Linked DNA regions of Mus musculus: region 1 is linked to region 2. The links are chromatin contacts, called in public HiCAR-type maps. All regions are on one chromosome and are shown on one strand. Each heading gives the region's core, a stretch centred on a gene start, on an enhancer-like site or on the middle of the called end of the contact. The rest is flanking DNA. Distances are from core to core; before and after follow the strand shown. Region 1 has its middle 81 kb from the start of Gm40638. Region 2 has its middle 23 kb from the start of Prdm1.

Region 1 (3,273 bases), core at 477-2,976, 380 kb before region 2:
ATGGGCAACACCATAGGCCAGCAGCGCTGGATCCCCCAGAGCTGGAGTTACATGCAGTTGTGTGTGACCCACTGTGAATCCTTGGAACTGAACTTGGTTTCTCTGCAAGAGCAGTACACAGTCTTAACTGCCAAGCCAAGCTGCAGCCCCGCAGCTGCTCTCTTGATTTTTGGATTAGAAGCAACTTTGAAGTTCATGAAGGAGTCATATGCAGAGAGCCCACAGGTAAGGATTATAACACTGTCTCCAGGCGCAGTGGATCTTGCTTCGAGGCTGGAGTTTGTGCTTTGGAAGGTGGGGAGGGTTTGTTTAACTCTGTGTCAGGCATAGAAACAAAGAGGGCTACACTTTAGTATGGGAGGACTTGTGCATCTGGAACTACCAAACAGAGTGTGAAAAAGCCATGGGCTTTGGTGACTTTCGGCTTCCTGGGGTTCTAGGTTGAAAACCAGTCACGTAGGAGACGAATAGAGCTGCCCTGGGGGTGAACAGTTCCTTTTCTCCCCGTGAGGTGGTTCTTCTCCTCGAGAACCACGAGACACTGAGTGAGTGCATTCTCTCCTGGAGCCAAATCGTTCCCATTTACTACTCTCTCCTTGGAACCTGGCTCTCTACCTTGGCCATGACCAATGCTCAAAAAGTGTTTGTTGAATAAAGAAATATCGTAAAGCAATCACCTTCTTACCTTCCCCTTTGTTGTCTAATAATTAAAAAAAAATCAATATGCCGCTTGCAGGAGCTTCAGAAAAATGTCTCCACCCAAAAGTTCCCCACAATCCAAATGGGCAAAAAAATTTCCATTTTAATTTTTAAATATCAGAAGAATGGAGTGACCACAGTTTATACATTTCCCTTCTATTCTCCTCAGGGCCTGCGTTGCTCATTTAAATGCAATTTGCTTTATGTTTGGGTCAGTGGCTTAAGTCAGGAGGTTCTTACAGTAACTCAGTACTGTTGAAACCCGAGAACCAGGCAAGCAGCAGCCGGGGATCCGTGCATACAGCTGACCTAGTGAAGTACCAGGCAGCCCCCAAATTTTGGACGCAGATTCTCTGCCTAACATGGAAACAGTTGGCAAACGCCCGAAAAAGCCAGAAGGCCAGTCTCGATGACTAGGGAGACTGTGAACCAGAAAACTTCCGCCTTGGTATTTGAAAACCACACAGTATTTTACAACATTCCTGCCTATTAACTGCTGGGAAGGGCACTACCTTATTGCCTTTTGCATAATGGAACCAATCTTTCCCCTCAGAGGCCCTGTGTTGCTTTGATCCAGTTCAAAGGACAGGGGAATGATGACTAAGGACCTTGGGAACCAGACTGAGGGAATCTTACAGACAGACTCAAGGGTTTGGGGGTGGGGGTTGTTGTTGGTTTTGTTTTGTTTTTTAACTGACGCATCATTTTGATAAACAATCCCTATAGTCTGCGCACTTATCAGATTCCTCACCCAAATATTTGCTATTTATAAAACAATCAAGGAAACAGACTTGTGTTTATTATTCCTAAATCAGCAGCGGTTTGATGAATTAAAAACAGTCTTACTTTTTCCTCTTTCTTCTCCTCCACTAGCCTCCTGTAAAAGTGCCAAGATTATACACCCAACTCTCTCTTTAAACAGTAAAAACAAAAAATAAGAGTGACCTCCATGACCTGTACATTGCCTCTGCAAAGGGTACAGGTTGGGCCAACAGCCAAGCCCCACAAGCACTAGAGGTCGATGTTTGGAACTGATTGGGTCGGAAAGGGATGCAGTCCATGTCTGTTTCCGGTTCACAGAGGCCTCGACGTCACTACATAGTTTGGATGTCTGACTAGCTTCCTGACTTTGAGAGTCTCTTTCTTTAAACACGAGGGACCAACTCTGGAGAGGAAAGAGAAGACAACACGCAAGAGTCTGGCTCCCCTGGCAGCCACTCTCAGGATGGCTCCTCTCGACGAGATTTAAACAGAATGATGTGGATAGTGTTCTGGGAGGAGGACGGAGTGCCCACACGCATGCTCAGAGCCCCTTAGTATGGAAGGCCACAACTAGGCAGCATACGTTTTAGGAAGCCGCCTCTTCATGACATAGTGCTTCAAGTTTAGAAAACCCCTCTGAAGCTAAATCATCTCTACCCTGTGCCAAGATGGATGCATTCCTGTTTTACACACGTGAGACAAACGTAAACACAACTAAATTCCTTTCTAAAGGAGACAAACTGGCCAGATCATCAGGAGAAGGGAACTAAAGAATTGCAGTGGAAAGATAACCATAGCAAGATTCCAGGCCTGCTGGGACTGTCCCTTGCCCAGAGCTGCCCCAAAGCTCAGCATACGTGTGTCTACACTTACGCCTTTGTTGAGTGCTCCTGACTTGGTCTTTCCACTCATAAGTATGCTAATAGGAGGAACGGTAAGCTTTTTCTGCGGTTACAGCTCTTGTTCTGTTGCTCTTCCTCTAGAACCTGCTACCCTGCCTTAAAAACTGCTTTCTGCTCTGCCAAGGTGACTCTACCTTCATATGGTAGGAAAGCTCTTTTTTGGTTTGGCTAAGCATTCCATAGAAATTCCATAGAAAATGGTAGGAGGTACAGCCATGAACCATGAATCTGTCTTCGTGTGTGTGTGTGTGTGTGTGTGTGTGTGTGTGTGTGTGTGTGTGTGCTAGTGTGGTATGTGTGTATGTAGATGCAACTTGCTGACTATAAGGTGCTGTGGATATTTATAAGAAAGAACATATGATGACCAAAGCTCACATTCACTGTTACAAAAAGCTCATGATCCTAAGAAAAACTTCAGCAAATGTGGCAGAGCCTAAGAGGAAGGAGTGCTTTCTACTCACAAAATACAATACAAGCAGCCAGGATGGCACAGTGGCCACAAGGAGGTTTTGAACTCCAGTGAAACTCAAAACCAGATTTAGGGGGCAAGTGGGCGGGGACATGTTTGTGTTGGAGGGGACATGTTTGGGTTGGAGGGGACATGTTTGTGTTGTTTTCTCTTAAAGCACAATGGAATAACCAGGGAAGCTAGCCCATTAGGAAGCTACCTGAGGCTAGCTCAAATTATGTTCAGGAATTTTTGCCTGGAACTGCACTGCTTTATTGTCTGCAATGACACATGTTTCCTAGGATGCCATTGGCTAATGCCATGGATGTCAAAAAAAAAAAAAAATCAGCATGGAACCATTAGTGACTGGCATCCTAGGACTTGTCTTCCATTGAAAAGTTACAGTACTTATCTTAGTTCTATTTCTGTACATTTTAGGACAGCATGAGATTACTCCCTTCA
Region 2 (3,296 bases), core at 511-3,010:
GCTTTTTAATTAGAAGGGTGGGACCAGATTCTTCCTAATTGCAATTTGAGCTGCAATACAAAGCTTTTACAGAAGAACTGTGTTTAAAAGAAGTGCGTGGTCATTCTCTCCCGCATTCAACCCCAAGCCTTCCTTAAGTGACTCCTCATTTTACAGTTTAGCGGGGTTTTTTGTTTTGTTTTTTAACTTACCACAACCTCCTCCGAAACATAGTCTACCTCTACTCTGTAGTTCCAGTTTTGAAAGCTACAGCTTGGCTTCTGTTTGAGAAGGATCCGGAGGTATGCAAGGGCCGCCTGGGACAATGGATGTGGATACAAAGTGCTCCAAAGAGGAATTCAGCAGTGTCCATTCAGAATAGCCAGAAAGTGTTCATCCGAAATTGCAGACAGCTGCTCGTGCTAAGTGGGATTTATCCTTAGAACTAGACAAGGAAATTTGTATTTCCTGTTTTAATTAGAAGGGACTTTCACAACATAAGAATAAAAGGCATGGTTTGCCCCAAAGACATGCATCTGCTTCATATAAAAATAAATGCATTCTAAGTGTGAGAAATTGCTTGAAGATGGCCATGATATTGGGAATATGCTGTGTATTTACTTTATAGTCATCTGAGGTTTTCTTTTCCAGTAAGGTTAAGAACCTCAAGAATTTTTATGACTGAGTTAGAGAAAAGAGCATGGCCAAACGCTGTCGTTCATGTTGTGTTGGTACGAAGAAGAAGAAGGAGAAGAAGAAAGAAGAAGAAGAAGAAGAAGAAGAAGAAGAAGAAGAAGAAGAAGAAGAAGAAGAAGAAGAAGAAGAAGAGGAAGAGGAATGCTTTTTGTCTCATACACCTGCCAACTATGTTCATGGAAGGGCTGTTCTTGTAACCCTGACAGGAAGCAGTGGAATTGATTTTTCACCGCAATTGTTGACTTGGGATACATAGTAAATGAAATATAAATCAGTAGGCAGGTGTGTGTGTGTGTGTCTGTGTCTGTCTGACTAACTCTGTGTCTGAGTGTTCAAGCTCCTGAATTTGAAAGGAAATATAGTGGCTTCCTGCACAACATTGATTTTTTTTTCTTTTTAATAACTTACTTTTCAGATATCAATGCAGAGAATGTCGAAAGGAAACCATGTGAGTCATTTTAAATTATTCACAATGACAAAATTTCTAGCAGAGCTGTAACTCATCTTTTGAAGTTAACATGGGCATAGTAACCATTTAGTCCTTCCTCTGTGTAATACTGTTCGTCTCTTTGGCTGGGGATTTTGGAGCTGGCATTGAACCCAATAAAAATCAGTTTTTATTCCTACATCCTTACTCTAAGAAAAGAAGCCTTGAGGCTTAAGGAGTGGGCCTGCTTTTTGTTGTACAGATGTAGGGAAGACAAAATTAGGATAGATATAGACTGAAAGTTATATTCTCCATGCTTTGTTCAAAGTGGGCAGAACTTAATGTAAATTACTTACAGTTGCCCTCTTTTTTAATGCTCCTACCTGGGCAGGAGGGAGCTTGTAGTTGTACAGGGTTAGGTTTGGAGCTCTTTGTGAGTCTTCTCTCTGTGGCAACCTCCTTCCAAGTATATACCACCCTCTGTCAAGATTTGCCACAAGCTCTTTTCATGCCTCATGTGATTCTCTGAAGAGCCTTCAAGTCTGTTGGAACTTCTCCAAGAGTGCAGCACGTGACAGAGATGTCTGTCCCAGAGCTGCGCGCGAGCGAGGAGGTCCAAGGTCCATGGAGCATAGTTTGTGCTCTGGTGAGGACTGCCTCCTGTCATGTGCTAGACTAATTCTCATGGCAGAAAGGGAGTAAGGAAGCTCTCTATTGTCCCTTGTAGGAGTCAGCTTATACCTCAGGGGGCTGTATTCTCATTCCCTCCTAATAAAGTCACATTGGGAAACAGGACTTCAACCTGTGAACTGGGGAGAAAAGCAGTTGATCATTGGGTTGGAAGACCTAGTGTGGTTTCAGGAATATTTGGCATCAAGTAAGAAGTGTTCTTGGGAAGAAAAAATGTGCTGGAAGGGAGCTGGGGTAGGAGGCGGCACTGTGTCATCCTGGTGTGATGTCAAACGTCCAGCTGATGGCTGAGAAGGAGACACAGGGAAAGAGGGGCCTCCATCATGTTGTAGATAACAAGAAGTGCAGCTAGAGAAGACAAGAGTGATCTTCAGTCCTTAAGGGGAAAGGCAGCAAGCCATGATATATCAGATCTCTGACGTCACATATGTCAAAAGATCTGAGGTTGGTATTGTAGTATAGAAATGTAATCTAATGGCAGTCACGGGAATGAGGAGAATCCTGAACCCCCAATTCACCAAAATAGCCATGCATTTATCTAGACTGTGGAAGTGGCTCTACCACCCAGAACCATGTGCCTTCCAGCAGGTTCAGTTCCTCTGCCATAAACCACCTGGTTCAGGAATGACCAGTTTCCCAGCCTCACCAGCACCTCCCTGTCTTCACTTCTGGTTGAATTTGCCTGCATAATGGTGTTACAATTGCATCCTGTCATGTAATGCTATTTCAAATATGACTCCTAGCATAGATTCTGAGCTCTTCTCCTCCATTTTATCCATTCCCTACAAGAAACGTGGACCTGGAGTCCCGGGAATGTATAATGTAGTATAGAACATGCTATGTCTTGTTTGACTTAAATGGCTTAATAAGGAAATCTAGGCTCAGAGACATTGAGTGATAGGCTCAAAGCTTTCAGCTAATTAGGGGCAGAGGTCTCCGTGCATGTCAGAGAGTTGGGGAGTTGTTAATGATATCCACCAGGCAATCTGAGCTCTGACCCAACCGTGATCAAGTTCTGCATTAAAGGATAGACTTGGAATTTAGATCTGTGTGAGAGGACTTGGAGTGAAGCAGATAGGCTTCAAAGCAACCAGGAGATGTGCTCAGGATAGCTCAGATCTCAGCAATCCCAACACATCTCACAGATCTTCCTAAGCAAAAGTAGCTGAAAATGGAGGGAAAAAAAATCAACTCTCCGTGAATTCCATACCATCATCAGTTTAAAAAAAAAAAAAAAGAGCCCATTGTCCATTTTTATTTCTTACCTTGAAATTTATAAATGTTGTTCTTATAGCTTTTATATCTGAAAAGTAGATCCTGGTCATTTCAAAACAGAACAGCTCCTAGATTCCAGTGTGCGTGTGCATGTGTTATATACAATACTTTTTGTTTTTTGATTTAAGTCCTAAAGGTAATTTTATATTTCTCTGATCTGTAGAAAACTGATCATGTTCGTTTCTTTTCTTTTGGGGAGGGAAAGTACATAACTCCTTTCTAAGGGAAA

Evidence for each region. HiCAR-type assays count read pairs that join an accessible place to other places.
Region 1: a contact with region 2 is called in a HiCAR-type map of kidney, with 3 times the contacts expected there. The contact joins two enhancer-like sites. A contact is called at or near these places in 2 of 484 Hi-C or Micro-C datasets (Th1 cells and trophoblast stem cells) and 1 of 115 datasets of contacts at active chromatin or transcription factors (kidney).

Annotation. Positions count from the first base shown.
Region 1 is chr10:44,860,329-44,863,601 of GRCm38.p6, reverse strand. No RefSeq gene overlaps it. Among named protein-coding and RNA genes, the nearest start is that of Gm40638, 81 kb to the left of the region's middle. Within about 2 kb of position 1,726, at least 37 of the 459 cell types and tissues checked have an H3K27ac peak or open chromatin away from gene starts, as enhancers often do. A contact at or near this core is called in kidney, where this site is marked.
Region 2 is chr10:44,479,970-44,483,265 of GRCm38.p6, reverse strand. It overlaps a transcript of Prdm1 not described here. Among named protein-coding and RNA genes, the nearest start is that of Prdm1, 23 kb to the right of the region's middle. Within about 2 kb of position 1,760, at least 7 of the 459 cell types and tissues checked have an H3K27ac peak or open chromatin away from gene starts, as enhancers often do. A contact at or near this core is called in kidney, where this site is marked.